2 separate regions of the Gossypium arboreum genome follow, and region 1 is linked to region 2. The links are chromatin contacts, called in public Hi-C maps. All regions are on one chromosome and are shown on one strand. The core of a region is the stretch at or near the end of the contact, and the rest is flanking DNA. Distances in the headings are between cores, read along the strand shown. Region 1 overlaps LOC108472811. Region 2 holds the start of LOC108471716.

Region 1 (3,887 bases), core at 711-3,210, 36 kb before region 2:
GCAGTTGTTCATAGAAAAGGTAGTCATCAATTTAGAAAATTTTATGTTGGTTTAAATGGGTTAATGCTCACCTTTGCAACCTTTATATTGGCTTAACGGATTAGTACTTGCACTTTTTCATCAATGACTTTGCATACAAGTTTACTGCAAAGGCTGCAAAATTTACACTTTCATTTATGAATAATACACCTATTTTTATGAGACCATATGATCGAGATCAAGCTGAACATTAAAATGTAGAATCATTTCAAGGTTTGGAGCTTACCAAATTGTGAAAGAATTAAACATTCGCTTTGAGAAATCGAATTAAACCTATTTGGAGATTAAATTATAAGGTTTTTTCTGCTGCATAGGGGAAGTATGAAAAGAAGGGGGGTTGGAATTGGGATAGGTAAGAGAGGTGGTTGTCAAACCTCTTTTTTTGAAGTAGACTTATTTTAAAAAACAAAAAATGGGAGTTGCCATTAATTTTTTTTTAATGAGGTGTGATCGGATCGCCTTTTAATTCGATAGTTTTAGCAAAAGGTTTGATTAACTAAAACAATATTTTTTTTGTCTACAAAAATTCAGAAAATGAGTTCGGGAGTCGGTTACGCAGGAGGAAGGATTAGCACTCTCGTTACGCTCAAAATTGGCATAGAATTGATTATTTGATGTCTTTAGTGTCGAAAATTGAAAATTTGAAGAGAATTTAAAATACAATCCCTTATTAAGACGTTACTTAACTAAATTAGTTTTCACGAAAAGGGGCTTATTTCAAGTTAATCGAGAAGAAATGGTCATGTCCTGTAAGTTAGGACACAGCGCCTTAAATCCTCGAAAATGAGAGCAGACGCTAAAATTTCTTTTTTAAGTAGATATTCGACTATCTCGGTTTTAGAAAGAAGGCATATTCCGTAAGTTAGGAATACAACTCTTTTTAATTCAAAAAATAATGAATATTGCTTCGATTAAAAAAAATCCTTTTTTATGCATCGTGCAGAAACGAACTTTGAAGTTAATCGAGAAGAAAAAATCATGTCCCATTAGTTAGGACAGAACACTTTAAATCCTCGAAAATGAGAACAAACGCTAAAATCCTTTTTTATTATTTATTTTAAAATAAATATTCGATTATCTCGATTTAAGAAGAAAATCATATTCCGTAATTTAGAGACATGACTTTTCTAATTTCAAAATAATGAACATTTGCCTCAGTTTAAAAATTTCCATTTTTTTGTATCATACGAAAAACGAACGTAACGCTTAAAACGATATACATTTTACTTATTTAGACATACTATATACATGGATAAATAATAATAATGTAAACATGACAATATATGTAGAACATTAGAATAATATATAATAAGTGTAGAAGACCCCAGGCCTTTGAAATTATTTACAACAAATAAATAAACTAAATAAAATTAAATTGTTTGCAGTCCATAAAATAAACCCAAACACAAATTGGCCCAAAATCTAAAATTTCTAGAAGACCTTAGCATCATCCTTTGCACTTCAGCCACTTTTAACAGCCTTCAGCACTGATGCTGCCTCCGTGCCAGCCCCACGTGCGCCTCCTTCGCCGTTGCCACGTACGCCATCATCTAGCTGGCTCTGTTCGTGCCTGCAACAAAATAACAACCCACAACAGATTGACAGCAAGGAGATCTAAGGGAAAATTGCTTGTATTTTTTAATATGATTAATATTTTTTTTTCTTCATTTGGCTATAAAAAGCCAGAAAAAATGATGTAATGGGGATCATTTTTTTTCCCACAAAAATACACATGGATATTGAAAGAAAAATCAATTTGAAATTAGTTTTAAGGTGATTTTAAATCTTGTTCTTCCTTGATTTTCATTTCTATTTTCATCATTTTTTATCTATTGCATGAAAAAATGAATCTATAAGGGGAAAGGGAGACTTATCTGTTGTTGAAGGAGCCTTTGAATCTTTGTTTGCTTCACTGAAATTGAAGCTTTGATGAGGATTCGGGGATCTGATTCAAAGATATGGAGGCGAAGGGGAGATTTAATAATGCCTCTGGTTTAGCCGAATGAAGAAGGATGGGTTTTGTTTTTTCCTTTCTTTTGATTTTGTTGAGTGTTTGACTTTAGGTATTTTTTAGCTTGATTTTGTGGTGAATTTGAAACGGTGTTGTATGGATCCACACTTTTGCACTTCGAATGGTTAAATTGCGCAACTGGTCCTTCGCCTTTGTGCAGGTTTTTAATTGATCTGTATTTACATTTTATTTTATTTCAAATTTTTCCTAGAATTTGCGTGTCTTTGCAATTCAGTCCGTACCTAAACACAGTGTTTCAGGTCCTGGAATATTTTCAGTTTTGATCCCTGAATATTCGTGTAGATTACGCTTTAGTCATTATTTCTATTTCAATAGTTCTTTTTATTTTGTAAATTATCTCTTCTATTTAAATTCTATTTTAATTGAGTTTTCTATTTGTATAATTCATTGTTTTAAAATTCATTTAATATTTTTATTCATGTGTTGAGCTTTTTAATAATTTTGCTTTGTTTTTATTTGTGTAATTATTTTGAAGTTCTTTTTATATATCATATTATTTTGACATTTTGTATAATATTTAGTTTAAATCTTTTATATATTTTTATTGAGTTTTTATTTTGTTTAATTCATTATTATTTTAAAATCCGCTTAACATACATTTTAATTCTCGATTATTTATTTTTATATTTCTAGCTACTTTAATAATTTTACTTTGTTTTTAAAATCATTATTGTAAAATTTTCATATCATATCACTTTAACATTTTGTATAATATTTTTCTTAATGTTTTTTGTATATATATATATGATTCATGATAGAGTGCCATGTATATTATTAATTTTTGTTATTTTATACATGTGATTTCTTTTAAACTTATCCCTATATTTTGTTATTTGAAGGAAAACCCACATATTTTATGTATCATTTAAACAATTATTATTCATGTTAAATATGACTCCTATTTTCAGTCAAATTTAAAAAATAGTCTTTCAGTTAAACTCTGTTTACTTGTTTTAATCAAACACTGATTAGTTTAGATTATTTTACTATTATTTGACTTATGAACTTAGCCTATAAATAGGCTTTTTTACAACCTTAGAAAAAACACCCATTAGAGATTAGAACACATAACACATTTAGAGAATTTTGTGTTTACGTTTTGTGGATTCTTTATTTTCGGGTTTTCGGGGTTTAGTTTTTATCTCCATCTTTTGTACTCTTCGTTCTTTTGCCATTATAGTAAAATTATCTTTGCCCATAGTTTTTTATCCTCTTTGGAGGGGTTTTTCCACGTTAAATTTGTGTGTTCAATTTCTCAATTTATTCTGCTATTTTCTTGTTCGTTGCTTAATCGGGTCGAAATCCTAACAATTCACATACTTGGTGCATATATTTGATCATGTTATTTTAAAATATATATATATATATATATATATATATATATATATTTTAAAAAGAAATCTATTTGTATACATAATTATGTTTGTTAAAATATATTACGTATATAGCTTATGATAAAGTTAATTTAATCTTATAATTTATATTTTAATTCCATGATATTTTATATAATTTCTACTTGTATTTCCTTTCAAATTTATTATGTATATAATTTATTCTTTAAAAAAAAACATACATTATTATTTCTTTGTTAGTTAAGATTCTTTCATGTATATATAGCTTTATTGTATATTAGTTTGTTCATCTTTCATGCAGATCGTTTATCCTTTGTTATGGTATTATATCTTTATTATATATTGTTTTATTGATTTTTATTATTGTATGTATATTAACACCTTAAAGTATATAGGTTTTGTTTTTAAAATATTCTTGCATGTTATTAGCTCCAAATTACTTCTTTCACAACATTTATTTTCAT
Region 2 (3,928 bases), core at 770-3,269:
TCAACTTTTGAAAGTTACATAATTATCATTAAAGTTATCGAAATGTTATATTTTTGTCACTCATCTGTTAACTTCCGTTAAGAAAGTGACGTGACACATTAATTTAAAGGGTTAATAACCAATTTAGTTCATGAATTATAGTTAAAATATCAATTTGAGCTTTTAATTTTTTAATAATAACTAAAAAATTAAAGGATAAACTACTTGGATAGTCATCCAAGTTTTAGCGCGTCTCTATTTTGGTTACCAAATTTTTTTTGGTAATTTAGTCACCTCGTTAGATTAATTGTCATTTTTAGTCACTCTATTAAAATGCATTAGTTACTAAACAAAATGTTGACATGACCGTCTTTTGATTGGTATAAAAATAAATTTAGCCATTAACACTTTACACATTCTGTCTGTTTGTAATTTTAAAAATTTAACAAATTTAACTCTCAAATTTGCACATTTTGTCAATTTAGTCTAAATTCAAAAAATTATAGTTTTAAAATTTAAAAAATATAAAATTTATTATAAAATGACAAAAAATATAAATTACTAACAATATAGATAAAATTACATAAATACTTAAATATGAATTTGGTGGAGGATTCAAATAAATATTTTTGAATTTTAACAAAATTATTAGGATTCAACAAAATTTAATTCTCATTTTCTCTTGAATTTTTGAATAAATATTTTTTCTTTAAATCCCACCAAGCTAAGCGAGTCCTTTAAATAACTTTTTGAATCAATCACTACTAAATTCTACTAGCGCTATAATCAAATAGTTGGTTGATGGATTCAAATAAAATAGCCTTTATTTATAGAAGCATCTCTAGCTCCATCTCGGAGGCAAAGTGTAGGGCTTTGAGGGATTCAAATGCTTAAGGATAAGTGATGCTTTATTGATTGATTTTTCCTCATTAAAAGAAATTGTGAAACAGAGTTTGGGTATGTCTGTAAAATAAGAAAGAAATTAACTTTGGGTGTGAGTTTAATGGTGAGTGCTTAATGATGAAGTGATGATGTAGTTTGGATCTAGTATAATTGGGTATCGATTTAGTATGGTATTTAGATTGTGAGGTTTGCGCGAGAGTATAAAAACAATGGGAAGCTTGAAGATGAATGAGAAAGGAGACGAAGGGATGAATGTTGTTTTACAAAGTCTATCTCTTTTGTTTGGTTGACCAAAAATTTTAGCAAGAGGACAAAAATTGATTTTTTTTTCTTGTAATTTTTTTAATCGTTATGTTGTGTGGTGGCATATATAAAAAATAGGAGCATTTTGTGAGTTTTTTTTTTAATAATGATTTTGAATTATAACTAAGAAAACTTTACTTATTTTGATTTTAGGTTTTGATTAATTATTTTTTCTAATGTTTTATTTATAAATTTTAGAATTTGGACTAAATTGACAAAATGTGCAAACATTAAAAGTTAAATTTGTTGAGCTTTTAGAATTAGGACCATATAGCAATTAATACTTTATGTAATTTTATATATATTTTAAATATTTTATATTTTATGTCCTTTTATAATAAATTATATATATTTCAAGTTTTTAAAATTTTTGAATTTTTGAATTTGGACTAAATTAACAAAATGTGCAAATATTGAGGTTAAATTTGTTGATTTTTTCTAAAATTAGGGCCAACTTGACAAAATATACAAAGTGTTAATGACTAAATTTGTTATTATATTAATAAAAAAGACTACCACGTTAGTATTTCATTCAATAACTAAGACATTTTAATGGTGGAATGACTAAAATGATAAATAACCTAATGAAATAAACTAAATTAACAAAAAAAGTAACTAAAATAGGAATGCATCAAAATTTGGATGACTATCTGAATAATTTACCCTTTAAAATTTTTAGAATTATTATTAAAAAATTAAAAGTATCAAATTAATATTTTAATTATAGTTTAGGAACTAAATTAATATTTTAATTATAGTTTAGGAACTAAATTAATTAACATATTACATTACTTATCCATCATGGGTAATAAAAATAAAATATTTCAATAACTTTAGTAATAATGAAATAACTTGAGTGATTTACCTTAAAAAAAAAATTGAAATGTCGTAATTTGATCTAGTCAAACTGTATGTGCTTAATTTCCACTGAAGGTACCCGCAACCATCCACATTCATTCTGTGTTTTCTTTTGCTGGTTCTTTGATTTCTAATCTAAAGTCTAACGGAGTCGAAGACAACAGTCCATATCCAATTCCACGCCTTACTGAATTTCTATTTCATATCGGCTAACGGCTTCTTCACTTCATTTTTGATTTCTTCTTGCTTGCTTCTTTCCTTTTACTATTTTCTTTTTTTACTCTGTCTGACAGTCATCTGTAACCCCAAAGCAAAAAAAAAAAAAATGGAAGCTATTGGTACTGGTGCTGCTGCCAATGTCTCTTCCGAGACTGCGAAAGGTATCTTCCACCAAGTTAAACGTCATATTAGATATGTAATCTTCTACCAGAAAATTGTTGACAAGTTCGAGCAGAAACACAGGACGTTGATTGCAAAAAGAACTAGTGTGCAGCAAGATGTTGATGTTGCAGAAAGGAACGGGGAGAAGATTAAAGCCGATGTCGTGGATTGGCGCCACAGAGTGGAGAAGGTTGTCACTGAACAGGAGAAGAAAGTGAAGGATCTTGAAGTCAAAGCAAAGACCAAGTGCTTCTTTGGCTTGTGTCCCAACATCAAGTCTCGCTACCAGCTTAGCAGGAAAGCAGAAGAAGCTGCTGCCACTTTTGATGAGCTTATCAAAGATTGCCAGTTTGAACGCGTGGGATACCCTGATGTTCCTGAACCCATAGTCCGTACAGACTTTGAGGCCTTTAAATCAAGAGAGGAGGTTTTCAATGGTATCATGGAGTCACTGAAAGATGCAACAACAAGCATGATTGGAGTGTACGGGATGGCTGGTGTGGGCAAAACATGGCTGGTCAAAGAAGTTGAGAGACAACTCCATGAGGTTAAGTTATTCGATTCAGTAGTTAGGACAACTGTATCTCGAAATCCTGACATTAAGGAAATCCAAGACCAAATGGCGTACTCATTGGATTTGAAGCTTGATGAAAACAGTCCGGTTGTAAGAGCCCGTAGATTGTATGAAAGTTTAAGGAAGGAGAAAAATGTTCTTATTATTTTGGATGATCTTTGGAAGAAACTGGATCTAGCGGAAGTCGGAATTCCATTTGGAAGTCAACACAAAGGATGCAAAATACTGTTGACCTCAAGATATCAAAATGTTCTAATCAATGGGATGGATGCTACAAAGACCTTTGCAATTGGTGATTTAGATGACGAAGAAGCTTGGGAGTTCTTTAAGAAGATGGCCGGGGACGGTGTTGAAAGTGATGAGGAGCTGCGATCTACAGCAATTGAGGTAGCCAAGAAATGTGCAAGATTACCGCTTGCCCTTGCAACTGTTGCAAGGGCGTTGCGAAAGAAACCTTTATTTGTTTGGAGGGATGCTTTACAACAATTACAGAGGCCTTACTTAGAAAAAAGCTCGGACGATATATCTGCTGAGGTCCATTCGGCTATTGAGTTGAGTATCAATCATTTATCGAGTGAAGACCTCAAGCAGATTTTCCTGCTTTGCAGTTTACTGCGTCGTGTCGTTGGGATTGAAGACTTGTTGAGATATGCTTTTGGTTTGGGTCTAATTAAGGGAGTCAACACCATGAAAGCAGCACGAGATAGACTGTTAAAAATGCTTAGTACCCTTAAAGAATCTTGTTTGTTGGTTGATAGTAAAAGTATCAATGAGGTGTCCTTTGATGTGCATGATCTTACTTATATTGTGGCCAAATCAATCGCTTCAAAGGACAATCAAGTGCTTGCTTTAACAGAGGAGGATGAGGATATTGTAACAGATTGGCCAAATGGAGAGTCAATGGAAGAGTGCAACAAGATTATTTTGCAG

The links. A called contact is a pair of places that touch in the nucleus more often than the background predicts.
Region 1: a Hi-C map of leaf shows a contact between it and region 2, with 3 times the contacts expected there. The contact joins the enhancer-like site here to the promoter of LOC108471716 in region 2. A contact is called at or near these places in 2 of 5 Hi-C or Micro-C datasets (both in leaf).

What each region holds. Positions count from the first base shown.
Region 1 is chr11:119,716,329-119,720,215 of ASM2569848v2, reverse strand. LOC108472811 reads left to right here. Exons shown (of 9, transcript XM_053021511.1): 9 at 1-184. Among protein-coding and RNA genes, the nearest start is that of LOC108472811, 11 kb to the left of the region's middle. Within about 2 kb of position 1,960, at least 2 of the 2 cell types and tissues checked have an H3K27ac peak or open chromatin away from gene starts, as enhancers often do. A contact at or near this core is called in leaf, where this site is marked.
Region 2 is chr11:119,680,492-119,684,419 of ASM2569848v2, reverse strand. LOC108471716 reads left to right here and starts at 2,019. Exons shown (of 17, transcript XM_053021363.1): 1 at 2,019-3,928. The coding sequence starts at 2,369.